Linked DNA regions of Mus musculus: region 1 is linked to region 2. Evidence: chromatin contacts called from public HiChIP or PLAC-seq data. All regions are on one chromosome and are shown on one strand. The core of a region is the stretch at or near the end of the contact, and the rest is flanking DNA. Distances in the headings are between cores, read along the strand shown.

The links. HiChIP or PLAC-seq counts read pairs in DNA pulled down with a chosen protein or histone mark.
Region 1: a contact with region 2 is called in a CTCF HiChIP or PLAC-seq map of the NIH/3T3 cell line, with 10 read pairs. The contact joins two enhancer-like sites. A contact is called at or near these places in 1 of 39 promoter capture datasets (liver), 2 of 15 datasets of contacts at CTCF or cohesin (the NIH/3T3 cell line and pro-B cells), 2 of 484 Hi-C or Micro-C datasets (3T3-L1-derived adipocytes and muscle stem cells), 1 of 115 datasets of contacts at active chromatin or transcription factors (cardiomyocytes) and 1 of 9 other capture datasets (embryonic stem cells).

The regions. Positions count from the first base shown.
Region 1 is chr3:104,340,340-104,346,565 of GRCm38.p6, reverse strand. No RefSeq gene overlaps it. Among named protein-coding and RNA genes, the nearest start is that of Gm5546, 17 kb to the left of the region's middle. Within about 2 kb of position 4,240, at least 19 of the 459 cell types and tissues checked have an H3K27ac peak or open chromatin away from gene starts, as enhancers often do. A contact at or near this core is called in the NIH/3T3 cell line, where this site is marked.
Region 2 is chr3:104,089,151-104,095,306 of GRCm38.p6, reverse strand. Magi3 (membrane associated guanylate kinase, WW and PDZ domain containing 3) reads left to right here. Exons shown (of 21, transcript NM_001159354.1): 3 at 123-242; 4 at 5,639-5,848. Among named protein-coding and RNA genes, the nearest start is that of Phtf1os, 120 kb to the right of the region's middle. Within about 2 kb of position 2,311, at least 44 of the 459 cell types and tissues checked have an H3K27ac peak or open chromatin away from gene starts, as enhancers often do. A contact at or near this core is called in the NIH/3T3 cell line, where this site is marked.

The DNA of each region.
Region 1 (6,226 bases), core at 2,991-5,490, 250 kb before region 2:
CACATCTCCAAGGGGACCTGACTCTCTTTAATGGAAAACAGTAGATGTTACAATCTTGTCTCTAGGGTCTCTTGTTGCTCATCTATCCTGGGCATTTTCAGTGGACAGAACTCAGAAATGCACATTATTTAGAGAATGAAAACATGAGTTATGAACTTATCTAAGTAAAGATTCTTTTAAAGAATGTTTTATGTGTGTGGGTGTTTTGCCTGCCTGTATGTATGTGTACCATATGCATGTCTGGTGCCCATGGAGATCAGAATAGGGCCTTGGATTCCCTGGAAATGGAGTTAAAGATAGTTGGAACCACCATGTGGGCTCTATAAACTGAGCCCAGGATTTCTGCAAGAACAGCTAATGTCTTAACTACTGAGCCATCTTTCCAGTCCAAATTTAAGTAAAAATTTACATTAAAAATACACTTTATTTATTTATTTGTAGGGGGAATGCTTGCTTGTGAGATCAGAAGACAACCCATACATGTGTCCTAGGACCGAACTCAGGTTATCAGGATTGGTGGCAAGTGACCCCACTCATTGAGCCAACTTGCCAGCCTGATTATGGTTTTGTTTGCTTTTATTTTGTATCCAGTTTCTCTTGTGTGTTTGTCTCTCTCTCCACATCAGCAAATTGGTGTAAAAAACTTTGACCAGCACTAATGGTACTGAAGAGATCTAAGGATTCTTTGTGTCTACGTTTGTTTTCAGGATACAGTGATTCAAAGTCATTTTAAAATTCTGCTCTTTCATCTATAGAATCAACTTGATAAACCGCTCAGTCAGTTTTCAACTTAAAAAAAATTTTACTTCCAATTTTTAATCACATCTTAGATTGTCTTATGCCAGGCTGTGTGTCTGCCTCACTGCTGGGGTGTCTGAGCACCACCGGCAAGCTGCTCAGGGGAGGTACAACACAGTCCTTAATAGGAGTCCCAGTCCATGTTTTCCTGGGTGAGAAATATCGGAGTCTGAGACAGATGCTATGGTTCCTGCTCTCCTGTGTACCCAGACTCCCTCAGGGCATCTATCTGCCAGAAAGGAAGGGGCTAACTGAGCCCTGGATAGGGGTGGAATCCAATTTGGTCCTGTGTGGAGAGTAGGGAGGGGCTGGAAGAGAGAAGGCCTCCTCAGGGTGATTTGGGAGCAGATCTTTAACGATGAAGGCCTCCTCCTATACTCACCATGCAACCCCCCTCCCCCATCCTTGATGAAGGAGATAGCCCTTGCTTGTCCAAACTGTTTTATTAGATGGTGGATGTATGTACCTTACTCAGGGTGCACCAGGGATTTTTTGCAGGAAGGATGCCCAGGAAGGGAAGCTCATTGATTAAACACTCGGGGCCTACCTAGATCCCTCAGTATCATGGAGAACGCCAGGTTTTCATGTTACATGACTAATTGTCATGGTCCTCTCAGTGGGGTGTCATGGTTACATGTTCCAGATCAGGTAGTTTGACAGGGAGCTGGTTCCATACCTGCCGTTCTCAATTCTAAAATTCCCCAGGGGTTGAGCCTGCTCAACCTCACAGTTCTTCTGTCTGGCGACACAGTCCACTTGCCCCACAGTCTTAGTTGGGGTTTCCATTGCTGTGAAGAGACACCATGACCATGGTGACTCTTATAAAGTAAAATGTTTAATTGGGACTGGCTTACAGTTTCAGAGGTTCAGTCCATTATCATCATGACGGGAGGCATGGCAGTTTGCAGACAGACTTGGTGCTGGAGGAACTGGGAGTTCTACATTTTGATCTGAAGGCAGTCAAGAGAGAGTGTCTCTTCCACTTGAGCAGTAGAGCTTGAGCACTAGGAGCCTTCAAAATCTGTCTACACAGTGACACACTTCCTCCATCAAGGGCATGCCTCCTAATAGTGCTGCTTCCCATAGGCCAAGCATACTCAAACCACTACATAGATATACAAAAAATGGTGAAGGTACCACTGAGTTACCCTACCTCAGCCCCAGGCCATTACTTGTAAATCATCGTATGGGTGCTGGGGATTGAACTCAGGACCTTACCCTTGTATGGCAGACACTTTACCAATGGATCCTTTCTCTACCTTCTAAGCCCTGGGATTATGTCATACATTATAGGCAAGCGCTCTACCAACTGAGCTACATCCACACCCTAAACTCTTGAATAACATTTTTAGTGAGTCTGGAGCTCTGTGTCTTGGGAAAGAAGACCAGGATTAAAGTGCCACTTTCTTCAAGTTCTATCAAGGGTCCATACTATTAATGTGACCTACTGCTATTGATTTTTTAAAAATAAAATTTGAAGTTGGCCTACAAAATAACATGTCTTGTTTCTGTAAAACAGTGAGTTTTGTTATAGCATCTGTGTGTGTGTGTGTGTGTGTGTGTGTGTGTGTGTGTGTGTGTGTATGTGTGTGTACTTTGTTTAATTTCATTCCTTTACCTCCAGGGCTCCTCTCCCCAGCTGGTTCCCTTCCTTTCTACACATTGTCACCCCTTGAACTTTCATATCACATGTATTCAAATTCCCTAACACCCTCTTTTCTCACCTCTGATGCTAACATCAACCCCCTCACTGAGTAGCGCTTGTCAGATTTCGCTGCTCATTTTCCTTCCTCAGGGCATCCATGGGAAGATGAGGTCACTATGTAGAGTCCTCAGCTAAGGGGTTCATCTCTTCAGGGCTGGAGACTCACACAGATTGCTTAGAATGGGAAACCCTTTCCTTTATGTTTATTTATTTATTAAAATTGTATGTCTGTGTGGCAAGATGGTTCAGTGGGTAAGGGTGTTTTCTGTCAAACCTGGTGACCTGAGTTTGATCCAAGAATCCATGAGGTGGAGAAAGCCAAGTCCTGCAAGTTGTTCTCTGATCATGCTCATAACACATGCATGCACACATACACATACACACACACCCAAATAAACAAAAAAAACAGTTTAATTGTTTTTTTTTCAACATATACTCTAATGTATTAATTGAAGCTTGCAGTTACTATGCAGGTTTGACCTCTGGGAGCTTTTCAGTTTGTCTCTTGTCCCTTAGATATATCTCCATAATGTCTTTTAAAAATAGCACTTTCTTACTCTCTGTCACTGTCAGATGTGCTGGGACTGTCTTCTGCATTTCTTGTCCCATTAGAACCTCTGAGAAGCCCTGGTTCCTTTGATTGGAGAATGGTATTAGACACTGTGATCTGAATGGTCTGTTGCTTGTTGCTATGGGGCCCAACATAACACGGAAAGAGAGGTCTGTGCAGCAACCTGTGTGCAGACCCAGTGGTGGATATTTCTATGCATGCCCATCCCTGTCTATATTAAGCTAAGCTTGAGTTCACAGGAGCAGCTCTAGCTCCAGGCTGTCTCCACATGAATCCTTCTGGCCTCCTCTAGCTCTAGCAGGGAGGCCTCTCCACGCTGCTTACAGAACTGTTCAAGCTTTGCCATTTATGTTTGCTTGTTTGTTTGTTTTTAATGTTTTCTTTCATGTTTTAAAAGCTACATTTATTTATTCTCTCTGTGTGTGTATGTGTGTGGGTGTGTGCATGCCACAGCACACATGTGGACAACAGAGCAAAATGGGTGATACTTGGTTCTCTTTGTCCACCATGTAGGTCCTGGGGATTGAAATCAGGTCATCAAGGCTTGGTGGCAAGGGCCCTTACACACTGAGCCATCTTACTGGTCCCTTAATTTTATTTTGAACTGGATAAGATAATTGATTCTAATAAAATAATTATAAAAAATAAGTTAGGACTATAAACTATAAAAGGATGTATTGGGGCAGATCTCACCACCCCTCCCCCACCTTTCCCTTCATACATAACACTTTTCATTATTTTACAGTTTAATCTTCCATTATTTCCTTTTGAAAATATAAGCGAATAGGTAATTACATCCACTCGATTCTTGCACAAATGATGTCTGCCGTTTGCGTTTTCCTTCACTTTGCTTTGTCCACTCAGCAACAGATCCTGAAGAGCGTTCAGGACAGCCAGGAGTAATCGCCCCTCATTCCTGTCAGGAGTGATCGCCCCTCATTCCTGCCCAGGCCCCTTTGATATGGCTGCTCTGCAGTGATCTAACCAGGCCTCTATTGATTGACACTGGGTTTCTTCAGACTTGCTTTCATAAATAGCACAGCGAGAATAGCTTTGAACATGCAGCACTTGGGATTCTTGCCAGTGCATCTTCAGGATGGATTCCCAAAAGTGAGATTACTGGGCCAAAAAGAATGTATGTGTAATACCGTTAGATGCTGCCAAATTTTTCTCTGTAAGGGCTGCATCATTTACATCCCCATCGGCAGCATGAGAAAGGTTCCTTCCCATACAGCTTTGTCCAAATGTGGCCCTGTGTTTGGATGTTTGCTTATCTGACAGGTAACAAATAGTAACACAAAGAGATTCTATTAGTCAGTCTGTCTGTCTGTCTATCTACCTATCTATATCAATCTCTGTTTCTACATACTTATCACTTATCTTCTTATCTATCATTTATCAGTTATCTATCTACTTGTATCTTCTACCTTTTATTTGTCTATCATCAATTTAATAATAGAATTAATCTGTCATTTGTAATTGATCTTTTCTCTATATGCTTACAATATATCTTCTATTAATCTGTCACCTATCTATCTATCTATCTATCTATCTATCTATCTATCTATCTACCTATCTATCTTCCCATACCTCTTATGACAGTGAGGTCAAACACCTTCTCTATTATTTAAGTGCCATGTATGTGTTTCTTAGTTTGTGAGCCCCCCCGCCCCCCCCCCCCGCCCCCGCTTTCTGGCTTGAGAGCCACTGCCGTGACAAATGCAAGAAAGTATGGAAAGCCAGTCTCTCTCTGGAAGGAATGCTTGGAGCTCTCACAAGACAACAGAAATGCACAGCACGCACTCAAGTTTTAAAGTTCTGGGACAAATGAAATGTTTAGGCAGCTCAGAGAAAAAAAGACAACTGTAAAGTAATTAGGGAAAACTCCGCGGAGGAGGGGTTTGAGTTGGGATTTGGAAGATATCTGGGGTAGCAGAATCAGGGAGACAGGGAAGGCTGGAGTAGCAAGTCCTAGTAAGGTGCAAGGGAAGGAACTACTTCCCTTTAGGCTTCCTGGGCTCCATCGCAGCCTCCTTGGTCAGCTGGTTTCATCGTTTTCAGCTGTGCAGCCAGGGAGGTAATAATAACATCTATCTCAGAAGGCTTTTGTGAGAACTGATACAGCCTCCTCCTGTATCTGCAGAGGATTGACCCCATGACTGCTGATGCTGAAGTCCCTGGGAGGGGATGGTGGTGGAGTTGCCATTGTGTGCTCCATGCCACCCTACCCATCAGATTAAAACCACCTCAAGATGACTTGTACTGCAGAATACAAGTAAACGCTGCACAAACAGTTGCTGGACTCTCTTGTTTAGGGAATCAGGACAGTGGAGAGAGGCCGTGAGTGCTCAGTGCAGATGAGATTTTTTTTTTTCCACGTATCCAATTCTCAGTTGGTTGAAGCCACAGATGTGGAACTCATGAATACAGAGGGTTGACTGTATAATGTTGGCTGAATCGTTGTTGTTATTACAAAGCACAGGGGACTGCCTGATGGAAGTCAGATATTCTGTTGGAACTGAGAAAGATTCTAATGAAAATAGAGATGAGCTTGAGTAAGGGACAGCATCAAACTCTGTACTTAGGGGTGTGGGCAATCTCAAGGGCATGGCAGAGGCCTGGAGGGAAGTACATAAAGGGGACAACTTAAGGAGGCTTTTTAAATCTGTTGCTCCCAGAAAGCTGCACAAGGGGACTCCTGAATTGGTATCAAGAAGAGACTTTATTTTAAACTTTTACCATCCTTTTAAAATGGGGAAAGTCTCTTTCTGCTCAGTAATTAATTAATTCAGTAATTAATATTGTTCAAGACCAGCGTAAAATGGTCAGAATTAAAATGTCAGAGCCTAATCTCGTCCTGTCTAGTGTTTTCTCAGGATGGGGGCTGGGCATGGAGAAGGTGCTTGTGGCTTCTCTCTTACTGTGGCCTCCTCTTCCTCTTTTCTTCCCTCCACCAGACTGTGAGTTTTGACTTTTCTGTGACCAAGGGTGGCAGCTAAAGGGAGCAGGAAGTGCTTATTTGATGAATGCTGTTCTAAGAGGGTATCACAATTTGGTGACCTGTTTTAAAGCTAACTTAGTTCTGGGCTCTTTGGTGGTTTTTTGAGAGGCTCAATAGCATTTTGTTTTCTAATTATCTATTTGTTTTTGAG
Region 2 (6,156 bases), core at 1,062-3,561:
CAGATACAATGTATTAAATAACTTGTCTTCCTTGTAGTCTTCTTAGACTGAACTTTATAGCATTCTGAGTACTTGTATTTTAAAAAGTATTTTACAAGTATTTTTTTTTCTTCTCTCCTTAGGCACTACAAGGGCTCCCAGGGATGGGGAAGTCCCAGGGGTGGATTATAACTTCATTTCTGTTGAACAATTCAAGGCACTGGAAGAAAGCGGAGCATTGTTAGAAAGTGGAACGTATGATGGTATGTCCCCAAATATGAAAACTACCTCCAGATAACCAGAATCATTTCAGAGGGAATTTCATCAGTAAATTCAATTTTTAAAAAGTTATTTGGAAGGACTAGGGGGATGGATTAACATTTAAGAACACTGGCTGATCCTTCCTCCAAAAGACTTGCTTCTGATTTCTGATGTTTAGCAGCTGTTAAACTTCAATTACACGGGATCCAGTGCCCTCTTCAGACCTCTGTGGGCACTGCACACATATGGTACACAAATATACATGAGGCAAAATAACTGTATGCATAAAATAAAGTTGCCAGGCAGTGGTGGCTCATGCCTTTAATGCCAGCACTTGAGAGGCAGAGGCAGGCAGATTTCTGAGTCTGAAGCCAGCCTGGTCTACAGAGTGAGTTCCAGGACAGCTAGGGCTACACAGAGAAATCCTGTCTCGAAAAACAAACAAAAATAAAAAATAAAAAAGTAAAAATAAAATAGAATAAGTCTTAAGACATTATTTGAAAATGTGATTTTCTTTTGATTAGGGAATTCCTAATTTAACAATTAGATGGAATTAGACAATAACCAAAAGCATTACATTACATTAAAAAATTCATTGTGAACAATAAACTGAAAATTAACCAAACTGGCAAGTTTACATATTTCAAAACAACTCACCATCATCATCTAAACCCAACAAGTGCTTGTTGATGGCTTTCTGTCCATGGCTGGAAGTCTAAAGTCCATAAACATTGAAAAGCCTGTGTGTACCTTAAAATCTTGCAGAAAAGGAAGTATAGATTGAGGGATAGCATCAGTAATTGATTTTCATATCTGTTTCCTGTACCCATTTGTTTCCCTGAAGTACAAACTGAAGATCAGTTTCAATTCTTAAATGATTCCATGTTATGTACTTTAAAAAAAAAAAAAAAAAAGAACACACTTTTCTCTTGGCAAGCTTATCCACTCCCATAGCACCTTAAATTTTTTCATCGTGTCTTTTTCTGCTTTTATAAGGATGCCTTTCACAACTTCTGTGTAGTAAAGATAATGCCTTTCTTACTTTATGCTGTCTTCAATGTATAGAGATGATGTTCAGTAAAGACCCTTGAATGCATCTCATTTACATGCATGCTTGTGCATGAGTGCAAATATTTGTTTCACTTCAGTTACCACACGTGGTCATTTCTTCCTGATAGCCACTTCCATGGTTTTCTTCTCACTGCCACATTGTAGGTCCTTTATTGAGTTCATTATAACATTGTAGGTCCTTTATTGAGTTCATTATAACATTGTAGGTCCTTTATTGAGTTCATTGTAACATTGTAGGGCCTTTATTGAGTTCATTGTAACATTGTAGGGCCTTTATTGAGTTCATTGTAACATTGTAGGGCCTTTATTGAGTTCATTGTAACATTGTAGGTCCTTTATTGAGTTCATTGTAACATTCTAGGGCCTTTATTGAGTTCATTGTAACATTGTAGGGCCTTTATTGAGTTCATTGTAACATTGTAGGGCCTTTATTGAGTTCCTCACAACATTGTAAGTCCTTTATTGAGTTCATCATAACATTGCAGGGCTTTTTTTTTTTTTTTTTTTTTTTTTTTTTTTTTTTTTTTGAGACAGCGTTTCTCTGTGTAGCCTTGGCTGTCCTGGAACTCACTTTGTAGACCAGGCTGGCCTCAAACTCAGAAATCCTCCTGCCTCTGCCTCCCGAGTGCTGGGATTAAAGGCATGCGGCTGTAGGGCCTTTATTGAGTTTGTCATAACATTGTAGGGCCTTTGTTGAGTTTGTCATAACATTGTAGGTCCTTTATTGAGTTCATTATAACATTGTAGGGCCCTTATTGAGTTCATTATAACATTGTAGCTCCTTTATTGAGTTTATTATAACATTGTAGGGCCCTTATTGAGTTCATTATAACATTGTAGGGCCTTTATTGAGTTCATCATACTATTGCAGTTGGTCTCCCCCTCTCTAGCCCCGCTTCAGTGTCTTGCTTTGTTAGTTCCATCCTGCCCCTTGCTACAGTACTGGGCTTCCTCAGGCTCAGCTCTGATACTTCCGATCACATCCCTTTCTTATTCAGAACGTTGAGTCATTTCCTTCCTGCCTATAAACTTTGACCTACTTTTTCTGGCCTCAGCTCACATGAATCATCCATTCATTTAAAAATTGATTAGATCATGTTTTATTTATTCAGCAACCACTTGACAAGTACGTACTATATGCCAAGTCTTGTAAGAGACCCAGGAATACTGTGGTGAACAAGATCAAAATGCTATTGCTTTAATAAATTCTGTATTTTAGTAGGGAAGGTCGTGAAAATTAAATTAAGAATAAACTGAGATGCTACAAAGGAAACAAAACAACAAATTTAGAGAAAAACAATAGGAATATAATTTTTGCCAAGTGAAGACATCTCAAAGGGATGGACAAGCTAATTTGTTTTCACCTTTTTTCATATAACGTTTTTATGGGAACATCTATGGGAATTTCACATCATGTACCTGACCATACGCAGTCCATCTATGTGTGCCCCTCCACCCTGTGACATCCCCCCAAAAGTAAAAATTAAAATAAATAAATAACCCCAAGTCCAGTAAAGATCTGGCCTGCTTCATGAATTCTGCGTCATCCTTGCACGGGGCCATGCTAATCTCTGTGCGGCTACAGTTTCAGTCTGTGTGCTGCCGAGGCCAGCACTTGTTCTCACTTTTATTCCGATAGCTTACCTCTTATATTTAACTTTCTTATTCGTTTATATATGTTCTTACAAAAAGTTTATTGTACATTTTGCACATATTTATTACTTATATGATCTCTGTTTTTTGTCTCATTTCATTCTCTATTGTCTTTACATATTACTATAGCTTTTAGATTACTCCTTGTTATTACTATCCTATATTTATCTGAATTCATTACGTTTAATTCTTACAGTATGCCATATTTGAGTATTACATTTTATTTCATCTCTCCTTACTTGTAGAGGACATTTACTCAGCTTGATGAAGTAGTTTTGAATAGTTGTCTGTTTTCATTCCTCACACCAGAGCACAGGGGTTCTTGTTTGATAAGTTTACAAACATAATGGTTCTAGAAGTAGACCTGTTTCAAGGAGAAAAATAAAAGCAAATACAATTACAATAAAGTATAAAAGAACATGTTTATAATCCTAGTACTTGGGAGATAAGAGGTAGCAAGATCAGGAATTCAATCTTAGCCTCAAATAAGATCCTCTTCTCAAAAACAGAGATCCCAGCATGATACTATATACCTGTAGTCCTAATCCCCATACTTTGGAAGCAGAGGTAGGGGCAGAGGCGGGGGCAGGGGCAGAGAGGCAGTGGCAGATGGATCTCTGGAAGTTAGAGGCCAGTCTGGTTGGGTTAGGGAGATGTGAGAAAATTCTGCTAAATATTGATTTTAAAAGAGAAATCTAATACCTAGAGGATATAAATATTCCTATATTCATATAAGCAAACATGTTTATGACATATATAACTCTACTATTATTCAGATATTACTATCTACAATTTCATGTTTGCAATATTTATAGTTGATAGCTCTATAAATTAAAAGGTTTTTCTTAATTAAAAGAAAAGCTTTTAGATTAAAAAATATCCATTTGCCTGCCTGCATGTATGTATGTATGTATGCATGCATACCTTGTTCATGCCTTGTAGACATTTTATGAATGGTAGTAAGCTACCATGTGGGTGCTAGGAATTGAACCTGGGTCTTGAGCAAGAGAAGCAATTGCTTTTAACTGCTGAGCCATCTCCCCAGCCCTGGGAAGGCCTTTTTAAAAGAAGGGCACTATTTAAAAAATTATTAGGAAACCCCCAAACCTATCTGTGACTAGATAGCAATTTGTACTCTGCATTTTCCCTTAACTTTTCCTTAAGTATATGTTAATTTTTCTACATTTAGTTAACTGAGAATTTACAGTAAAATGTAGTTCTGTTGATACTATCATTCCCTAAAACACATGTACTTGTTTCTATTTTGGGTGATCCAAATCCTTGATAGTGTGACTACTGAGCTTTAAAACGGGAAAATAGCTGGGTATGGTACTGTCTGTCTTTAATTCCAGAAGAGGCACTGGCAGATAAATCTCTGTGGTTTGAGAATAGCCTGGGTATACAAGTGAGTTCCAACACAGCCAAGGCTACACAGTGAGTTTCTGTCTATACAATATGATAAAATGGGGAAAAATTGAGATTATGGTACATCTTTTCCCCCAGCCAAACTCTGCTTACAGTATTAAGTGTTTTGCTCGGAAGATAATGAATTAGCTTTTCCCTTGCATCTTCATATGCAGGTCAGAGAATTGACAGAAAGTCTACTTTGTTTTCATTCAAATCTCTGTACCCATCTATATGGCAACCCCCTTCAAATATGTGTTTGAAAACCAAGAAATAATTGAGTTTGACTTTTTGAATATTGATAATTGTACTTATAGTCAAACATACACAGATTTCACTGTAATGTTTTCTCCTTCTAACATGTGGATTTAGAGTATACTATTTATTTCTAGATTTGTCTTAGTGTTATGTAGCCTAACATGATTTTTTTCTATCTAGGGAAAAATGACCAATTTTTTAAAAATTTCCATTATGTCAATCTGTATCTTAATTATCTCTTTTAGAACTGAACAGTTTGATTAAAAGTGTGATATTTTATAAGCACAATAATAAAAGGTGAAAATGTTTTATTCTTAAATTAGATTTAGCTTTTTATAACAGTAACATAATAATTGATATAAAGTCGAAAGGAGTGGGAACAGTGATTGTTGAGACAGCTAGACTCCTGAACACTTTCCCATGGTGCCTGCCTGCTCAGTACAAGCTGCATAACAAACTGAAGGTTATTTCATTTGTTTTTATTCTTACCTTGACCAAGTACTGGTACTGGAAAAATCAAAGATCCTCAGAAAAACACATTAAACTATCGCTTGCTTTTCTGAGTGTATACTAGTATAGAACTTGATATATAATGGCTCTTCAATAAATTGTCAGGTAATATAATTCAAGTGTGCAGAAAGCTTTTTAAAATTACACAACAGCTTATATTCCTATATGAAATAGTTCTTAGCCTTTGTATATATCCTCATTTTAGTAAAATAATTCATTTTATACATTAGAATAAAATTATTTCATTTTATATACCTTTTGTGTCTTTCATTATTTCATAAGAGAATCAATGCTTTTATATTTCCAAATTCAGCCCTAATTCAGAAACTTTATAAAACAAAATTAAAATATGAGCAGTTTTAGTATGATAGCTAACGTATGACAAGATATGAGAAATTAGTCATACAGAATGCTTTGTTTGGCCTTTTAGTCAGTGACAGAGGCATTCTTTAAGCTTGGTCAGCATTCGTACTTTCAGCTGCCATCATTTTGTACACCACAGGAAATTTCTATGGCACACCCAAGCCTCCAGCAGAGCCTAGTCCTTTCCAGCCCGATCCAGTTGATCAGGTCCTCTTTGACAATGAGTTTGACACAGAATCCCAAAGAAAAAGAACCACATCTGTCAGCAAGATGGAAAGGATGGACAGCTCTCTCCCTGAAGAAGAAGAAGATGAGGACAAAGAAGCTGTTAATGGCAGCGGAAGCATGGGTTTGTAAACATATTAACAACTTCTGATTGGTCTTAGATTGGCTTTAATCTTGAATTGAAATCCTAAAGATTTTCTTGAACTATATGCAGAGCAGGTGCTAGGATTCTAATTCTCTATGAAAGCTGTGTGGAACAATGTATATTTCTGTGGGTCATCTTGTAAACTAATATAAGTTAGCAATAGTAAGCTGTCATTAATGATGTGGCATCACCTTATCTGAAATACTTGTAATGCTGGGATACGGGAATCTTTCTGGCATAGTTCTACTTCCCAGGATTAAAACAAAATTGGTTTTTTAATACAGCCT